Regions from separate parts of the Mus musculus genome. Here regions 1 and 2 are each linked to region 3. The links are chromatin contacts, called in public Hi-C and promoter capture Hi-C maps. All regions are on one chromosome and are shown on one strand. The core of a region is the stretch at or near the end of the contact, and the rest is flanking DNA. Distances in the headings are between cores, read along the strand shown.

Region 1 (2,751 bases), core at 199-2,698, 69 kb before region 3:
CCCATTGACACTCCATTGGAGAAAACTAATTTCCCCTTTGCCAGCAGGTGTGTGTCTAACAATTTCAAAATTACTATCTGCTAGGAAGACAAAGACAACAATATTTTTAAAGAAATAATCTGCTCCATAAAGCTTTAGATGTGAGATTTGTAGAGACCTGCAAGGACTTTTCTTTTTAAACTGTTGGAATAAAGGAATCTGAACCAAAGACAAATTGCTGTTCCTAAGAGAGGTAGTGCTGTTTTAGGCCCAGATCATGGGGTTGGTCAGTCAGGTGTGGGCAGTGGGTGGTGACAGGGCATATAGTCAGACTGAGCTGAGCAGAAAGTACATATGTGATATGTAGGGGTTCAATGTGTTTCTGAGAAATAGCAGATAGAGATCATGGAGAGCCATTATTTCTATAATTATTATTAATATCATCATCATCACCATCACCACCACCACCATCATCATCATCGAGGATTAAGGTCAGAGCCTTGCACACACTAAAAACATGCCCTGCCACTGAGTCACATCCTTGGGCCTGGGGACTGCCTTTTAAAATGAGAAATCGACAGCCTAATCATGTGTTTGAATTCAGTGCAAAAGAGTTTCACACTGATCCAATCCAATTGAGAAAACTCAATGAGAGATTCTAGAGTCTTCAAAGGACATGGGATGCAGGAAAGCTGGACACAATAATTTGGGCAGGCAGGAACAGAGACAGAGGGAATGTTTGGACCATTTATACAGTAGGTAAATGGGAGCAATGGTATGGCTCAGTGGTCAAGTATGTGCCTAGCATGCATGAATACCTGGATCCAATCCCCAGTACTGAAAAGGAGGCAGAAGAGAAGGAGGAAGGAGAGGAGGAGAGAGAGGGGAGAGGAAGGACATGGAAGGAGGAGGAGATAGTGTCTTGCTGCTGTTAAAAACAGGTATAGAAGCAAAACTCTTGGGGATTTAAGACTCGGAATCAACGCAACCAACTTGGGAGGGGGAGCTATCCATACTTCACCTACACAGCACCGTGAGGTCACGTGGGCAGTAAGGAGCCTGACCTCCACGGACATCAAGAATAGTTTCACAGAGTGTTATACACTGCTGTAGGACCTGAGCTCCATGGGGAGTGGGGTGCACGTCCTTCCAGTTCCTGTCCTCCAGAACTGCAATCCCACCATCTTTGTGTGCCTTTAGAACTATGTGCAAAGATCTCTCAACAGAACCCACTTGGGCCCAAATCCCTGAGCTCATCTGTCCAGGCAGGATGTGCTTCAGGGTAAGCCGGCATTCCAAAAGATTGTGTCACCTCTTCCCTCAGGAAAAGGAAAGCCGCCCCCAACCCCCACCCCCACCCCCTGCCCTGCACAGTTCATTTTCATGGCGACCTTTACCCTCGACCTATCAAGCACGAGGAAATCGCAGCTTTCTGGGAAGTGACCAGTGTCTGGTCAGACTAGAACATGATGTCAGCAGAAATCAGTGTCTGCTCTGATTCCTGGTGCTAACTACACTACATACATTACACAAGTGACCTTCTCAGCTGCAAGTGACAGCCTTTGTTCTTGGGTGACCCAACCTAAATGACAACTACAAAAATGAGCAAATGCATAAAGCAAGGATTCTAAGCGCTGTCTTCTTGAGCCAGGTGCCTTTAGTTCTGGAACTCAGGAGGCAGAAGCAGGCAGACTTGAGAATTTGAGGCCAGCCTGGTCTACAGAGCAAGTTTCAGGACAGCCAAGCTTATGTAGAAAGGCTCTGACTCAAAAGCAAAACAAAACAAAACAACAACAACAACAAAAAAAAAAAACCCTGTCTCCTTAGTGACTGTATAATGATGTCAAAATACCCATAATATTAAAGAGAAAAAGAATGACTGAAAATTCTATATACATAATAAAATGTTTCCTCTATGTATGATTTAAAAGTAGGTCGTAGAGAAGCTTGGGAGGTGGCTCAGTGGTTATGAGCACTGGCAACACTTTCAGAGAACACGGGGTTCAATCCTTAGCACCAACATGGGTGCTCACAGCCATCTGTAACTTCAATTACATGGCATCCAGCACCCTCTTCTGGCCTCCTTGGGTACCATGCACATATGTGATACATAGGCATGCATGCAGACAAACACTCATAGAGATAAAAATAATAAAATAAAAATTGATAATCTAAGTAGAAACAGCAAACGCTTCTATAGTCATTTAAAAATATGAAATTAGTGACTTAAAATTGACACACACATGATTCTCCTGACTATTAGATGTGGTAGTGCATGCTGAAATCCCAGCACTCAAGAGATCAAAAAAAAAGGGTCATGAGTTTGAAGCCAGCCTGGACTCCATAGCGAGACCCTTGTCTTGAAAGTTTGTTTAATCAAAATTAATTAATTAATAATTAATCACCAATTAAGGATTAATTAATGGTTAGTTAATTGGTGGATGACTAATTGATGGATAATTAATCTTCCATGTCCAAATACCTTTACAGGTAAAATCTGACAAACTTTATCAATACAAGTTGTAATGATCTTTTTAAGAGAGCAGAAAAGGAGGAAGCAGTCTCAAACTGATGTGGTAATATTAAGAGAACTGAGATCTAACCAAGAGAGAAGACTACAAAAAGTACCAGCCATATCCACTCATGAAAATACACATTAAACTCTCAAGCTGGTGAGCTCTTCTCAACTCAACTTGGGCTGGAGTTATCTAGAAAGAGGAGGTATTGTTTGAGAAACTGTCTCCATCAAATTGGCCTGTGGGAAGCCTGTAG
Region 2 (2,755 bases), core at 37-2,536, 110 kb before region 3:
TGGTTAACTATGAAAAAGAGAGATGGACAGCAGAGGCCCAGGCCTCCAAACTGCTCAAGCCTATGGCAGCCATGCTGGGCCATAAACCTGAACCACAGCCCGTATCACACACACTCTTTGCCTGACTGACACACAGGAAGCTGTGCAAACATTCCCCATGCTGACACATGGTGTAATCAGAGGTGCCAATGAAATGATTCTTCAGCCATAGTCGATACATAGCAAGAGAGCATCAGCTACCAGTGGGTTCTTAGCTCTCTGATCCTGGGTCATTTCCTGAACATAGTTCTTGGCTCTAGTTAAAAACTACAAATGTTTTAAATGCTAATGATCACTTTTGTCACCTTGGGAGATTCTAATCATTATAAGCATCTACCAGTCTAAGAACAGAAAATATACTAACTAAATATGCTGAGGAAGTGTGCATCTGCACATGTCACGTCAGGTGCTGCATGCATTCTTTGTCTCCTGACCACTCGCTTGCTGACTGTAAAATCACTTCTTCCACCCACCAATCTAGCCTAAGCTCCTTCAAACACACACAAGGATGGTGTGCTGATCCGTCTCCCGTTGGCTTTTCCCATCTTACTCTTGGAAGATGGGCCATCATGGCTAGAGTTGGTGGGTCTCCCATGGGAACAAGGAAGATGCCACTGTTACCTTCTGCTCATAGCTTGGGCAAGATCTTTCCTCAATCTCGATAGGTAAGATTCACTTTTGATAACCACACATTACAAAAGAGTACCACATGTGCTACTACACTCTAACTGAAAATTATTTTTAAAGGTTTATTTTATTATGAGCATGTATGTATGTGCATGTGAACGTATGTACATGTGCATATAGGTGCCCACAGAGTCCGGAGCCTGGTGTCAGATGCCATGAAGCTAAACTTGAAGTTGAAATTGACTGAATGGGATTTGGGGAATAATGAAATTCCTTTGTAGGACACATACATATACCCAGTGGCAGAGCATGGTAGGGTTCAGTACTCAATACATGAGTATTGCTACATGACACTATACATATGTCCAACCCACAGACTTTACAACACAGGGCATAAGCACTAATGTCAGCTATGAGCTTCAGTTAATACTAATGTATTGATGGTGGCTTTTACCAGTCATAACAAATGCACCACACAAATACAAGATGTTGATAAGGGGGAAGTGAGGAGAAAGAGAAATTTTGAGTTTCATTTTGAGTTTTGAATGAAACCAGGCTCTGAAAGCAATGCCCCTTGAGGGAGCCACACCTAAGCTACCACAGGAAAGCACCACGGGAAAGCACCACAGGAGAGCACCACAGGCTCATGAGTCTAATCCTCAAAACACTGGCAAATACAGATGCTGGAGGCCATGGGCTGCACGTTCAGTGACAAGGTGTCCTTCTCCTGCCCCTCTGTAGAAAAGGCCCAGCACTGTATCTATAAGCACTCACACAAACAAACAAAACCACAGAAAATGGTTTGCCTTTCTCAGTAAGGTTCACTCCTTGTAGATACATTTTCCCAAGAAAGATAGAGATGCTGGGAGATGCATGAGACAGAACTCAGACAGCACTGGATACTCCGAATAATCCAGGGACAGGAAAATATTCCACCAAGATTTTCTTTTGAGTATGAAGAAGAGGAAGAGGAGGAGAAGGAGGAGGAGGAAAAGGAAGAGGAAGAGGAGGAGAAGAAGGAGGAAGAAGCAAAAGCAGAAGCAGAAACATTTACTGTAATAATTATTTTGCCAAGCATAGAATATGTAATAATGGAGTAAACTCAACAGTGATCTTTTTACACAAAAATATTTACTTTGTGACAAGTCACCTTCATGGCTATTTGTCAGGCCTGGCACATGGCCAGTGGCAGGAGATTGCATAAGCAATGCTGAGCAAGATGTCGCCCGGCAGCATGCCGTACTGTCACCCACACTCTTCTGCAGGCTGTTACTCATGCTAAACGGTGACAGCTGTGGAAAGTCTGGAAGTTGGAAAGTCCAGTAGATGAATGAACGAGGAATCGGGTCTCGGGAGGCCTGGAAGTAAGTGGATGTTATTCTAAAGCTTTGGTGATGTTTGGCCAGTGTTCCACTTCTGTTGATGATGCAGGGGGTCATGATGACCTGGCTGGATTAGATTCCAAGGGGAAATGCTCATGGCTGTACTGCGCTTCAGCCCTGAGTCCACCTCCTTGGTAGGAGAGCAGTTTTTTCAGTCACAAAAGTCTAAGATCATGAAAGGACACTTGATCTAGAGTGTCAACATCACAGCTTTCAATTTCCTGCCATCCGACCTCTCTGGACCTTAGCACATAACTTCTCTCTGAGGAAGTGAGCAGGATCTGTTGCCTTCTGACTTTGCAAGGGCAAAGCTTCATTTTCTCCCCGAACCTCCTGGTGCCTCAGAATGTGTTCTCCATCTGTTTTGTTTTGTTTTGTTTTGTTTTGTTTTTTTTCGAGACAGGGTTTCTCTGTGTAGTCCTGGCTGTCCTGGAACTCACTCTGTAGACCACTCTGTAGTCCTGGCTGGCCTTGAACTCAGAAATCCGCCTGCCTCTGCCTCCCAAGTGCTGGGTTTAAAGGTGTGTGCCACCACTGCCCAGTTCTGTTCTCCACCTTAAAGAGTCCGTGCATTACATTTTATACCACGTCTCTCCCCAGCCTGTCAAATCCCAAACCCTTTCCCCCACTGCATGATGCTTTGAGAATCTTAGATTTTCCCACTAAGCCAAAGCTGCTAACTAACAGGGAAGAAAGACAACAGTTCC
Region 3 (2,845 bases), core at 253-2,752:
CCAGAGAGCCGGGCGAGCTGGTACCAATGCCCGGAGATGCAGGTCCCGGAGAGCCGGTGAAGGAGCTCGGGGACGAGGTGCCCGAGCCCGGGGACGGGGTGCCCGATGAGCCCAGCGCAGAGCCTGCTCCCTCCGGGGTGGGCCGGCTGCCGGCGCGCGACTCCTCGTAAGCCTTGCGGTACCAGCTCTCAGGAGAGCAGGGCGCTGAGGGCTTGGTGGGCGAGCACATTTCGTTCACCTGCCGGAGAGACGCGCGGCGTCAGGCCCTGTAGAGCCATCAGTCCCCCGTGCGGCGGAGGGCTGGTGGGGGGGGGGGGTCGCCGTCCTGCCCGCACTGATGCAAACCTGCCCTCCATCTATCTCCATCCTTCAAGTGACCAATCCTTAAGGAAGTCCTGTCCCACCCACCCTCGCCAGAGTGACCCGCACGCAGGTCCCCCTCCATTCCTCCTGGGGTCAGCACAAGAGCTTGCGGGGTGTGGATATCCTGCAGCTTCTGCGAGAACACCCAGAAATCCAGCGCCCTACTCTTTCAAACCCGGTACCCACCCCAGCAAGGGCCTAGGTACACAGTCCTAGAACACCCTATCGCAGGGTGGGTGACTGTGACTTCTGGATGTTTACTCATTCGGGGAACAGCCCCCACCCCAGGTCCTGCAGGTAAAGCAAACGGGCTCCCCGCTCCAGGGCAGCGATCCGAGGGAAGAGCAGAGGAATTCCTGGGAAATGCTCCCCCTCGGCTTAACTCTGTCTGCAAGTCCCGAAATACTGCAAAAGTTAAGGGTGTGAGGAAAGGGAGGAACCAAGGGCTGAAGACATTCCCGTAGCCAGGCGAGCTGCAGACCCGCCTCCATGCACGCACGACCCCGCCGGCCGTGGGGACGCCGGTGCACCCGAGAGCTGGGGACCCTGCATCCGCCGCCGGCTCCCGGGAAGCAGAGGACACCCACTCAGATGAGTCCCTGGAAACGCATCTCCTCGTGGACACCGCCACAACTTACCCCGTATTTCTTGCCCCTGGTGGAGACCGCAAGCCTCTCTTTATTTCCGGCTACCGAATTCATGGTGGCTCTTCCAGAGGAAAGGGTCTAAATGTTCCCACAAGGCTACATCCAAAAGGTCTGCCAACCCAGACGCGTCCCCCCTCGTGGTAGGGGTTGGTCCTCAAGTCAAGATTTCTTAATGGGGGGTTGGGAAGAATGAAAGCAAATGGACCCCAGAAGTAATAGCACCAATTTGCAGGAAAGGTTGGAACGGCTGGTGGTTCTCAAATAATGGGTCTTCTCATCTCTCTGCCTCCTCCAGCCACGCGTCCTCTCTTCGCGGTCACATCCAGATCGCTAGCATTTTCCTCCACCCGGCCAGCGCGCGTTCTCCTCTAGCGGGGCCGAAACGGAGGAGGACGGCGGCGAGGACGCAGGGAGGCTGCAGGGAAGGTGGGCGAGCCCTCGCCGAGCCGAGCCGGCGGTGGGAACTTGCCTCCTTCCCCGAGCTCGCTAACTGAGTTCAAAGAAATTCTCCCAAAATATAAGGATCCAGACTCGGGGAGGAGCCACGGCGTGTCGCCGAGCCAATATGCGCCGTCCCGTTTTCTCCTGACAGTTGCGCGCAGGGCAAGGAGAGGGCGGCTGTACGCGGCCGGAGAGCAGCCCGCGGTCAGGACGCGTGTGTCCGTCCGGGAGCAGCGCGGAGCCTAGGGAACCTCAGCCCCGCCGCCTCGGAGCCCGCCGGGCCGCCGCCGCCGCCTCGCCTGCCGCGATCCATTTACGGCGCGGCGCTTGGGCCTGGCATCGCCAGGCGCAGCCGGGGCGGGGGTGGGGTCGTAAATCTGGCTCCGGGCGGGGAAGTTGCTGGCGAGGGGCCCACAGCCCCGGGCTCCGGTGCTATCCAGCGCGCGAGCCTGTAGCTCGGAGTCGGCCGAGCTGCGCTGAAACGCAGCACCCAGGCCTCCCCGCCCCCCTCCCCGAGAGCTGGTCTCTTCCTGGCAAGGCGTGCAGGTCTGCCTTTGAAAAGCCGTGCAAACGGATTGAGTCACAAACAAGTCCGCAAACAGGCCGGGACCAACCCCCCCGCCCTTTGTTCTCCCAGACCTGCCTGGCAAACCTTGTCTTGATTCGCCCTCCTAGCCCCAGCGGGCCAGGGGACCCTCCTCCCCTGGACCCCGATTTGAGCACCGGGAGCCTTGAGCCCCCCTTCCCGCGCCCGCCCACGGGCCCAAGCCCCTGTTAATGAAGGGAAAACCTCCCGAGACCTGCACAGGTGAGCCCGAGACCCAGCCTGTAGCTGCCAGGCTGGGGAAACTGAGGGATTGGTCGCGCCGAACGCGCGCGGAAGGACTGCGCGGGCCTGGAGAGGGGGTGTGGCGCGAGCTGATCGACCTCGGGGACTGGGATCGTCCCCTTGCCCCTTTGCACGGTTGCCTGCCAGCACCCGGACCTGTGGGATCTCCAGAGCACCCAGCTGTCGCCCGCTGTCTGATTCCCGTCCCCCGCCCGGCGCAGCGCCCAGGAGCGCAGGAAGCCGGCGTACGCCGGGCTCCACACGTGGCTGCTCCGGGGTGTCATTTTTCATTTCCCGGGAGGACATTTCTTCTGGTGAGCCGGCAGGTCTATTTTGTTGTGACCTTTAATTAACACCCCACGAGACGCCTCCTGCGGGACCAGCCGGGCGCGGAGATCACGTGTGGTGTAATGGCATCTGGGTACCCCGGAAAGACCTGGCCTGGGGCTAGGCGGGGGCAGGAGGACATTTCGGGCTTCCCTAGTCGCTGTCTTCCTTCAACATATGCAAGAGAAAGGAGGGGGCAGAATACAACAATTGGGGTGCTAGAACCCGGGGCAACGCC

What was found. Promoter capture Hi-C pulls out the DNA fragments that hold promoters and counts their contacts. Hi-C and Micro-C count contacts between places; a contact is called where the count stands out from the background.
Region 1: a contact with region 3 is called in a promoter capture Hi-C map of trophoblast stem cells, with 2.6 times the contacts expected there. The contact joins the enhancer-like site here to the promoter of Kif26b in region 3. A contact is called at or near these places in 11 of 39 promoter capture datasets (the 3T3-L1 cell line, the HPC-7 cell line, cranial neural crest and 7 more), 5 of 484 Hi-C or Micro-C datasets (the Patski cell line, colorectal tumor organoids, embryonic stem cells and 1 more), 3 of 115 datasets of contacts at active chromatin or transcription factors (a beta-TC-6 cell line and embryonic stem cells) and 3 of 9 other capture datasets (embryonic stem cells, embryonic tail and liver).
Region 2: a contact with region 3 is called in a Hi-C map of uterus, with 4 times the contacts expected there. The contact joins the enhancer-like site here to the promoter of Kif26b in region 3. A contact is called at or near these places in 7 of 39 promoter capture datasets (3T3-L1-derived adipocytes, the HPC-7 cell line, cranial neural crest and 4 more), 13 of 484 Hi-C or Micro-C datasets (the HL-1 cell line, adipose-derived mesenchymal stem cells, cerebellum and 8 more), 4 of 115 datasets of contacts at active chromatin or transcription factors (cardiomyocytes, embryonic limb bud, embryonic stem cells and 1 more) and 3 of 9 other capture datasets (adipose tissue, embryonic stem cells and liver).

Annotation. Positions count from the first base shown.
Region 1 is chr1:178,596,593-178,599,343 of GRCm38.p6, reverse strand. The region is part of intron 2 of Kif26b (kinesin family member 26B); the gene reads right to left. Among named protein-coding and RNA genes, the nearest start is that of Gm24405, 39 kb to the left of the region's middle. Within about 2 kb of position 1,448, at least 6 of the 459 cell types and tissues checked have an H3K27ac peak or open chromatin away from gene starts, as enhancers often do. A contact at or near this core is called in trophoblast stem cells, where this site is marked.
Region 2 is chr1:178,640,447-178,643,201 of GRCm38.p6, reverse strand. The region is part of intron 2 of Kif26b (kinesin family member 26B); the gene reads right to left. Among named protein-coding and RNA genes, the nearest start is that of Gm24405, 4.9 kb to the right of the region's middle. Within about 2 kb of position 1,286, at least 24 of the 459 cell types and tissues checked have an H3K27ac peak or open chromatin away from gene starts, as enhancers often do. A contact at or near this core is called in uterus, where this site is marked.
Region 3 is chr1:178,527,782-178,530,626 of GRCm38.p6, reverse strand. Kif26b (kinesin family member 26B) reads right to left here and starts at 1,502. Exons shown (of 15, transcript NM_001161665.1): 1 at 1,002-1,502; 2 at 1-238. The coding sequence starts at 1,064.